2 separate regions of the Capra hircus genome follow, and region 1 is linked to region 2. A link is a contact called in public Hi-C data. All regions are on one chromosome and are shown on one strand. The core of a region is the stretch at or near the end of the contact, and the rest is flanking DNA. Distances in the headings are between cores, read along the strand shown. Region 1 has its middle 33 kb from the start of PCBD1. Region 2 overlaps UNC5B (netrin receptor UNC5B).

Region 1 (4,684 bases), core at 663-3,162, 330 kb before region 2:
CATTCACCCGTGCCCCTTTCCAACCAATAATCTCCCCAGAGGTAACCAGTATTCAGACTTTAATCCCCAGAGTTAATTTCATCCACCCTTCAGTTTTATTTAAACGGGCCCACATAGCATATACTCATTCTGTCTCCCTTTCTTTCAGCACCATCTGTGAGAGCCATGCACCCAGTTGCCTGTGTTGGGAATTTCTTCTTTTTCATTGCTGCGTAGTATTTTGCTGAAGGAAGGTGCCATCAGTTAATTCCCCTCTCTTCAGTAGTTGGATGTTAGAGTTGTTTTCAGTCTTTAGCTGTGACGACCATTTTTGTGCGCATTCTTGGCGGTCACTGGCTTTCATTTCTCTTGGGTAAATACCTGTGAGTGGAAGTTAGATCATCACACAGGCATGTGCTTAGTCTCAGTAAACATTGCCAAACAATGTCCCAAGTGGTTGAACCAATTAACACTCCCACCAGTAACATATGAGCCTCTTGGTAACTCCACATTCTTGTCAACCTTGGGGGTTACCATTCCTTTTTAATTTTAGACATTCTGGTGGGAGAATAATGGTATCTCATTGTGATTTTGATTTGCATGTCCCTAATGACTGATGAAGTTAAAAACTTTTCATGCGCTTGTTGTGCAGCCAGAGGTCATCTTTTGTATACTGTGTGAGTCTTTTATGAGTGTTTTCTAAGTTGGTTTATCTGTTTTTTCTTGATCGAGATATTTGTTTCTTGTTCCTTGTGAAATGTATAGCAGATTTGATTAATCTGTTGGATATACGAGCGGGAAATGCGCTTTTCTATCTTTGTCACTTCCTTTCCCATCCTCTCAGAACCCCTCACTTTGTCACCACTGAGCCTTTGAATACAGGGTGCTTTCTGCCAGGTGGAGTCTCCCCCTCTTCTCTGCCTTACTGGGGCTTGCTCTTTCAAGAGCTAAAGCAAACTCCACCAGCTCTGGGAAGTTGGCTCTTCCTGCTCCATATAACCCCTGTGTTTTGTATGCCCCAGAGCACATAGCCCGTTGGAAAGCAAGTCAAGGGGCACCTGGCTTCTCTGTGCACGTCTGGGGCAGGGTGGTGTCTTCTGTGTCACAGTCGCCCCATACCTCACTCGAGGCTGGTTCTCAATCAGCTCTTGTGGCAGGTTTTCGGTGATAGGATGGAGGCAGAGCCCAATCTGCCTGCAAAGGTCCCAGTTTACAGTTACAGATACAGTATGGTTATGAATGGCCCCTCCTGGAGGCCCTGAGGGGATAGGAACAGGAGAGGGTGCCCAGGGGAAGAGAATATTTGTTTCAGGGACGGACTTGGGTCTAGTGCTGACCTGGTGCCAATATGCTGTGTGCTATCAGGTGAATCTCTTCTATGCCTCAGCTTCCTCTTCTGTGAAATGGGGAGAATAAATAAAGCTTTCATCGCCTGTGTCTCACGGGGTGGTTATAGGGCAGATGAGATGTCAGATGAGCCTGTGACAGGAGCGCAATGCAGAGACATAGAGAAGCCGCTCCTGCCCCCAGGGAGGCTCTGCCTGGGAGGGGAGATGTCAGGCACTGCCCCCCACCCCCACTGCAGTGCGTATGAGGAGGGAGGGGACACCTGAGGCAGGTCCCGACAGGGGCAACCTGGCTGGACGCTGACACCGGTTACATCCAGGTGGTGGCTAAATGTCCTTTTCTGAATGTTGAAAACATTTCATAATTTCAATTAAAGGAATTAAAATATAAAAACATAGGTTGGGCCCTTTCAACCCGCTCGGTGCTTGTGAGGAGCCCCTCCTATCTGGAGCATCACCATTGATGGGGCCGGGCACGGTGCAGGGCTGCTGTGTGGGGCACACACTCCCTCGGATGGAGCTGGCTGAGGACAGGTGTGCTCGGAGTTGAGGAAACTTGACTCAGTGCCTGGGCCGCGGCCTGCTGAGGGCCAGGTGCCAGGCCCGGGGAGGGGGCGAGGTGGGAAGTGGCAGAGGCGAGCTTGGCTGGCTTCCAGAGTCAACGTCAGGGTGGGGCTTCTTAGAGGCCACAGTTTCTTTGTACGGATGGAAGACTGAGACCCAGAGGGCAGACAGGACTTGGCCCATGTCACGTGGGAAATTCTAGGCCAGATCTCCCCATTGACTCCACTTCCCACCTGCCTCATGCTTGCCAGGGGCCAGGAGGCATTTTTCCAGGTTCTGCTCAGGTTTCAGAGGCCTGATGTCACCTAGTGAATCCCTAAGCAGAGGATGTCCTCTGCGTCTTGGCCCTGGGTGCCCCTGCAAGGAGATCCTTAGTGTCCTGGGGCTCCCAGAGAAGATGGGGGTGCTGAGGGGAAGGTGTGGTGAGGTGCTGCTCGTCTGGCTTGTGGACACAACTGTTGGCATCCTGACATCTTTTCTCAACTCCACAGTCAGCGCTTAGGGGTTGGTGGCCTGAAATTAGCCACGGCGGGAGTATTGATGGAAACAGGGAAATGCTTCAAGGCAGAGTGGTTCCCTGGATACCAAGTTTCCTATTTACCAGCATACCACTGCCTGGCCCCATCCTCCTCAGGCACACAGCTCCACTTTATGATTTGAAGAAAGGTTTAAAAAATTAAAAAAAAATCATTCTATTGGACCATTCAATTTTTTAAATCTACCCTGCAAGTGCCAAGGAAGTCTGTGTGTTGTGGACTAACCTGGGCTAACTTGTATGTCCTGAACTGACCCTTGATTCTGGGCTGTCCTAGGCTAACTGGTGTTCCAAGCCAACCCAAGTACTCTGGGATAACCATCCTTTTCTGGGTTAACCCAGGCTAATGTGCATGTTCTGGGTTAATGGGTGGGTCTGGGCTAAGCTGGGAGAGAGTTCTAGGCTAGCCTGGGCTGACACACATATTCTGAGTGAAGCTGTAGGTTCTGGCTACCGTGGGGAATTGTTCCAGACTAATCCACAGGACCTGAGGGAGTCCCTGCTCCTCTGCTGGAGACAAGGGCAAAATTTGGAGCTCTGGTCCTGATGTCCTCTTATGTTTTCAGGGGTGGGAAACAGGCCCTCAGTTTTCCTTCTTATAAATGAGAACAACCAGAGGTTAGCAATGAACTTGGAGCTCCGTTGTGAGCGAGCACCTCAAAGCGGCTCAGGAGGCCCAGAACCAGCCTCTCCTCCTGGACTTGTTGGGGAAAGGGAGGCACAAACAGCTCCTTCGTAGGGCAGGCAAGACTGGGCTGGCCGGGTGAGGGACAATGGGGCCTCTGTGGGTTCTGGGGAGGAAGCCAGACAAGAGAAAGGCTCCCTGCCCTTGCTGACTCTTCCTGAAGAAGAAAGGCAGGGACCTCATTTAAGACGACTCCAGGGACTTCCCTGGTGGTGCACTGGCCAGGAATCCGCCTGTCAGTGCAGGGGGCAGATCCCTAGTCTGGGAGGATCCCACATGCCGCGAGGCAGCTGAGCCCATGTGTTGTAACCACTGAAACCCGTGTGCCCAGAGCCTGTGCTCCGCACAAGGGAAGCCACCACAGTGAGATGCCTGCACGCTGCAATGAGGAGTAACCCCATCTAGCCACAACTAGAGAAAGCCCGTGCAGAGCAACAAAGAGCTAGTGCAACCAATAAATCAGTAAACAGACTTGACTCCACTCCCAGCCTCACCGGGAACCCCTCCTTCGAGGGGCATTCACGCACAGCTCTGTGTCAGCCAACGCATCCCTGGCCGCCCATGGCTTTCGGGGATGGAGGATCATCAGCCCAGACTCTGTGGCGCCTCTCAGAACCCCTGTCCACGTGACCTCCCTCTAGTCCTCGGTCCATCTTCTGCTGCTTCCCCAGGGCACTGAGGTGAGGGCCACTAGATCCCCCACCACTCCCAGCCCCTGGTGACCTCCCTTCTGCCGCAGACTGAAGGACTGCTTTCTGGGGGGTCTGCTGGGCCTGCTGGGAGAGTTTCCTCCAGCATGCGTGCCCTATGGATGCAACTATATCATGCCTGACAGATACAGTGACAACAGCATCAGTGCCCCCAGTACCACTGAGAAGGCCAGTGCTGACCCCAGAGTGCTGCCCACACCCCGAGTTAGGGGTGCCCCTCAGCCATCTTTCCCACTGGGCGCATCTGTCTCCTGCCTCCCTCCAGTCAAGCCCACTCATTCCGACCCTCCTTTAATACCTAGTTCCTGAGTCCCTCTGGAGGGTGGGTGCTGTGCACAGCAGACAGGTGCCTCCCCTGCCCTCCTGCAGCTTGCAGTTCCTGAACCTATTGCTGCTTTGCTTCTGTCTCTCCCTCTCTGTGCAAGACTCTCTCCCCATCCCCTCCTCCAGGAAGCTCTCCCTGATTCCTCACAATGCCTTTCTTCCTTTTCAGTTCCTTGAAAACTGCTCCCTCACTCGCTGGGCGCCCTTTTGGCAATCCCAGGTCACTTCCTGGGATAGGTGGGCCTCGAAACACTCCAGTTCATGTAAGAGACAGGCCCATTCCTGGCTGAGGTCCTTCAATCCATCCTTTGCCTCTGATAAGGCCAGCACTGCCATCGAGGTCACAGCAAGACCCTTTTCTCATGTTGTCTGGGCTGGCTGGGGCTGCCCAGGGGTCTCTATCTTACCAGTTGTGCAGGACAGGGTGGCACCTGGGGTCTGTGGACAGGCAGGCTCTCTGAGCCTTGTGTATATGGTGGGAATTTTGCTCCGAAATCACCATCTTCACACTTAGTGTTTCTGTTCTCATTCACCCATTATT
Region 2 (4,592 bases), core at 226-2,725:
CTCCCCGGGCAACCCCCAGCTCCGGGCAGGAGGCAGAGCCCCAGGTTCCTCTCATCTCATGAGCCCAGCCCCTATTTACAGTACAGGACCCTTGAGGGTAGAAAGCCTTTCCTAGACTCAGGCCAGCAACGCGGGCCATCCACTCTGGTTGCCTGTGGGCGGCCAGCTTTATGCAATGCCAGCCAACCCCAGCCTCCAGGTGGTTCCTTCACCCCAGAGCCTGCCTTGTCTTTGATTTCATTTTTAACCTCTCTTCCCTGATCTTTTCTTTCTCCTCCTCATTCATCCCTTCCCTCCTTCCTGCTGTCTCTCTGCCTCTCCCTTCTCATCCCTGTCTCCTTTTTGTGTCTGCCTTTTCTCCTTTTTTCTTTTAACTAACTTTTAGTGGAGTATAGTTGCTTTATAATGTTGTCTTAGTTTCTGCTGTAGCAAAGTGGATAGTTACATGTATACATATATCCCCTCTTTTTCGGATTTCCTTCCCATTTAGGTCACCACAGAACATTGAGTAGAGTTCCCTGAGCTATACTGTAGATTCTCATCAGTTCTGTATTTTGTATATTGTCTTTTTTCTTTACGTCTCTCTTTTCTTGTGTGTCTCTCTTTTTCATTCTAGTGTCTCTCCCCTGACATACTCTCTTTCATTCTCTCTCCTTCTTCAACTTCTATTTTTCTATGAAAAGCTGACAGATTTCAGAACCATTCAGGTTCAAAATCATACCCCAGAAGGTACTTCATGCCACCCAACACTATATCCTAAAAATTGGTTAAAATGGTAAGTTGTAGGTTTATGTATATTTCACCAAAATTTTTTAAAGAATCTCAAGAATTTAAAAAGTTAGATTTGGAATCCCATTCTCACCCAAAATCTTAAAAGAAGAATTTTTAAAAGGAAAAAATAACCTGTATCCCAGCTGCCTCCATGCTCTGGCTGTGTGACCCTGAGGAAGTCATTCAACCTCTCTATGCCTCAGTTCCTCTCCTTATAAACTGGGATATTAACAGAAGGCCCTAGTGAGGACGGAGCAAGGTGGTGCCTACACAGCATTGAGCACACTGCCGGGACTCGGCAGGTGCTTAATAAATGCCCATTTCCTCCATCTTCCTTCTGGGTTTTTGTTTGCCTCTTTCCTCTGGAAACTTGTTGTTACTTCTCTGTCCCCCTGACCCCCTCTGGCCCTGAAGGCCCCTCACAGACCCTGTGACTACTGGCAACAGGGTGGCTCTTAGTCCTCTGCTACCAGGCACACAAGCCCTGCCCATCCTAGAAATCAAGGCACCGTTGTCCCCATTAGCTACAAAGAATGGACAATGGTCCAGCAGGCCACACCCTTGGCAGCACTGTGGCTGATTCCTCCTGCTCCTGCCCCTGGCCCTCCTTGGCCCTCCCTGAAGCCCTGGAAACACAGAGGATGACAGAGGGGGCCAACAGAGGCAGGGCAAGCCCACCCAGTAGCTCATGCCAGATCGAGGCAGGCAGCCCAACCCTGGGTGTCAGGTCAGGCACTGCCTGTCGTGCTGGGGGACACCTCACCTGGGGCCCAAGTCCAGAAGACTGAAGGCCCCTGGCCTCCTGTCTTCCTGCTGGTGACCACTGCCAAGGTGTCCAGCCCTACTGGGTGGTGGTTTGTCTGTCCAATTCTTGGGTGCTCCTGAAACCTGGATGGATGGCCCCTTTGAGAAAGGCCATTCCTCCAGGCTCCCAGCCTGGTAAGTAAAGGGCGGGGCCCCACTCTCCTACCCCAGACCATGCAGCATCTCTTGGAAGCAAGCACTCCAGGTAGCAGTGGCTGCCTGTGGGCCAGGCACCGCTCCCCCTGACCCCCCGGAAAGCCCTCTGCAAGAAGCCTCTTCCCTCCTGGTGCTCCCTGCTAGCAAACTCCCAGCCCCCACCCCCAATTTAGATCCCCTGCCATCAGGAGGGGATTCCTTACTGCCTCAGCTCCCAGTGTAAGGGCCCCCCTCCCTTAGGATGCAGGAGAGTTAAGGCAGTGATTTCATTGGGAGAGGTCCAGAGAGGTGTCATTTATTACCAGGCAGAGCTCTAACTGGGGCAAGATGCCTAGTAGCTGATCTCAGCTTTGCTGGCAACTTGCTGTGGGACTTTGGGCCTGCCACCTACCATCTCTGCGTTTCAGTTTCTCCCTAGAACTGAATGAGATCCATATGGGCTGCCAGAGTAGATGTGTGTCCAGCCTGGTCTGGGTACTGTAATTGCCATGACTCATTTAGAATTTACCTTGAGTGTTTTACTCTGATGAGGGAACCAAGGTTCAGAGAGGCTAAGTATCCATAACTTAGCTAAGGTCACACAGATGGGGAGTGAGGGTGGGGCTAGGCTTCAAACCTGTCAAGAACCCATCCAGTCCTCCACCTAACCAGCATGCCGTAGTTCCACAAGGTGTACACTCAACATTCCTGCCCTCGAGGGGCTTATCAGAACCCACGTGCAACCAGGAGAGGATGAACTGAGATACCTGATGTCAAGGAGGAGAGACAGGGCAGTCAGGGAGGGCTTCCTGGAGGAGGCAGTCTCACTTCTTTCACAAGCTTTGGGAGGAGCTTCAGATGGACACCCTCATCCAGGAGGCTTCATCCCTTACTTGAACATAGAGCATTTTGTCATTGAGGGAGCGATGGCAAAAGAGTAAATGATTCCTTTTGTGTGTGCCGGTGGATCCAGTTATCCAGGGAACCCCTCGGGCCCCAACAAGGAGCCTTTGAGAAAAGGGGCCTCCTCTTAGCTTCAGCCCTGCAGTCTCCTGAGCAGTGACCAGAGACCACACGCTTACCTCATATTGGTTGAGCTTGCTGACTGTCCCAGACCCTGGGCCACAGCAGTGAACAGGGCAAAGCCCCACCTCATTCTCCTGCAGGAGTTACAGTTAATGCCTGAACATGGCAATACATAGTATAGTTTCAGACCATGGCAGTGCCATGAGGAGTCGGGCTGGGTGGGGAATGGTAACTGCAGAGACCAGTGTCCAGTGCACCCATGGGAGTGCTGAGTGGTTCTCTGAGAGCTGGTGGGGGTGGGCCAGCATTGAGGGGCTTCCCTCCAAAGTGAGACCTAGCCCAAAGCAGATGCTCACTGGGAGTTCACTGGACACAGAAAGGACAGAGGAAGAGTCTCAGGCAAGGGACTGGATGAGCAAAGGCTCTGTGACTAGGGAGGCTGGGGGAGCATGAGGGCCTCAAAGACGCCCAATGAGGCTGCAGTGGATAGATCGTACAGGGCCTGGAGGCCGCACGGAGGGTCTGGGTCTTTACACTGGGATGGCAGGGACGTAGCAGGGGAGCGGCATGCCACTTGGACCTTTCAGAGAGCACGCGCTGTCTGCAGGGTGGCAAGTGGACTGATGAGGGCAGAGGGCTTGGGTTAGCCATTATTGAGTTTCCAGGGGAGCTGTGGTGGTGGCTTGGGCCGGGCTCGAAGCAGAAGAGATGAGAAAAAGGGAAACAGGAGGCAGTGGGAGAGGAGCCCCCAGGACTGGAGGGTAGGGAGTGAGATGTCATGGTCCCACATCCTGTGTCTCCTGCCCTCAGACCTGCCCCCGCCCACCCCACCCCCGCATCTCTCTCCTCCTCCCAGGCCTGCCCCCCACCGCATCTCTCTCCTCCTCCCAGGCCTGCCCCCCGCCCGCGCCTCTCTCCTCCTCCCAGGCCTGCCCCCCGCCCACCACGCCTCTCTCCTCCTCCCAGGCCTGCAGGTGCGAGAGGTGCAGATCGAGGTGTCGCGGCAGCAGGTAGAGGAGCTGTTCGGGCTGGAGGACTACTGGTGCCAGTGCGTAGCCTGGAGCTCTGCGGGCACCACCAAGAGTCGCCGGGCCTACGTCCGCATCGCATGTACGCTGCCCAGACGCCCCGACCCCGCTCCCTTGGGCCCTCTCCCCTTTCCCCGTGGATCCTGGAGGGAGAGTTCTACACACAGACATGAGGGCACGGGGGCCACCAGCTTAGAGGAAGGCTCCAAGACCCAGAGCCTGTGCCACCTTTGGCCAGAATTTCTAATGACCCTTTTTTGCCTACTTATTTATATAACAAAGCCATCAGCTTCCCTAGTCATCATGTGCATAGGATCCCAGAGTTAGGGCGGGAACTTGGTTCCCCTCAGTCTACCTGGTAAGGCCCCTATCTTGGAGAAGAGATTCCCCTGATAAAGGCCCGGAGTCCTGGTGAAATTTCCTTGGTGTGTACTGCCACCTCGTGGCTAGAAGGGGGCACTTCAGGATCCAGCTCTGCCTGACTGGCCTCCCCCCTGCCCTGGCCTGACGGTGCCTTGGAACCCTTTCCCTTCTCCCAGACCTGCGCAAGAACTTTGATCAGGAGCCTCTGGGCAAGGAAGTGCCCCTGGACCATGAAGTTCTCCTGCAGTGCCGCCCACCGGAGGGCGTGCCTGTGGCTGAGGTGAGTGAGGGGGTGGGAAATACTGGGCATGGCAGAGGCCACCCAGGTGTGGTGTTTACCGCCAGCCACGGTAACTCAGCCTCCCAGAGTCCTCCCATTTTACAGAGGAAAGAACTGCCATCTCTTTAGAACTCGGCACATCCCAGATCCCAGCTGGGCCCTCCACAGGCATAATCTAACCTCAT

Evidence for each region. Hi-C and Micro-C count contacts between places; a contact is called where the count stands out from the background.
Region 1: a contact with region 2 is called in a Hi-C map of liver, with 5 times the contacts expected there. The contact joins two enhancer-like sites.

The regions. Positions count from the first base shown.
Region 1 is chr28:18,523,764-18,528,447 of ARS1.2, reverse strand. No RefSeq gene overlaps it. Among named protein-coding and RNA genes, the nearest start is that of PCBD1, 33 kb to the left of the region's middle. Within about 2 kb of position 1,912, at least 1 of the 5 cell types and tissues checked has an H3K27ac peak or open chromatin away from gene starts, as enhancers often do.
Region 2 is chr28:18,190,859-18,195,450 of ARS1.2, reverse strand. UNC5B (netrin receptor UNC5B) reads left to right here. Exons shown (of 17, transcript XM_018042461.1): 3 at 3,703-3,846; 4 at 4,304-4,407. Among named protein-coding and RNA genes, the nearest start is that of SLC29A3, 28 kb to the right of the region's middle. Within about 2 kb of position 1,475, at least 1 of the 5 cell types and tissues checked has an H3K27ac peak or open chromatin away from gene starts, as enhancers often do.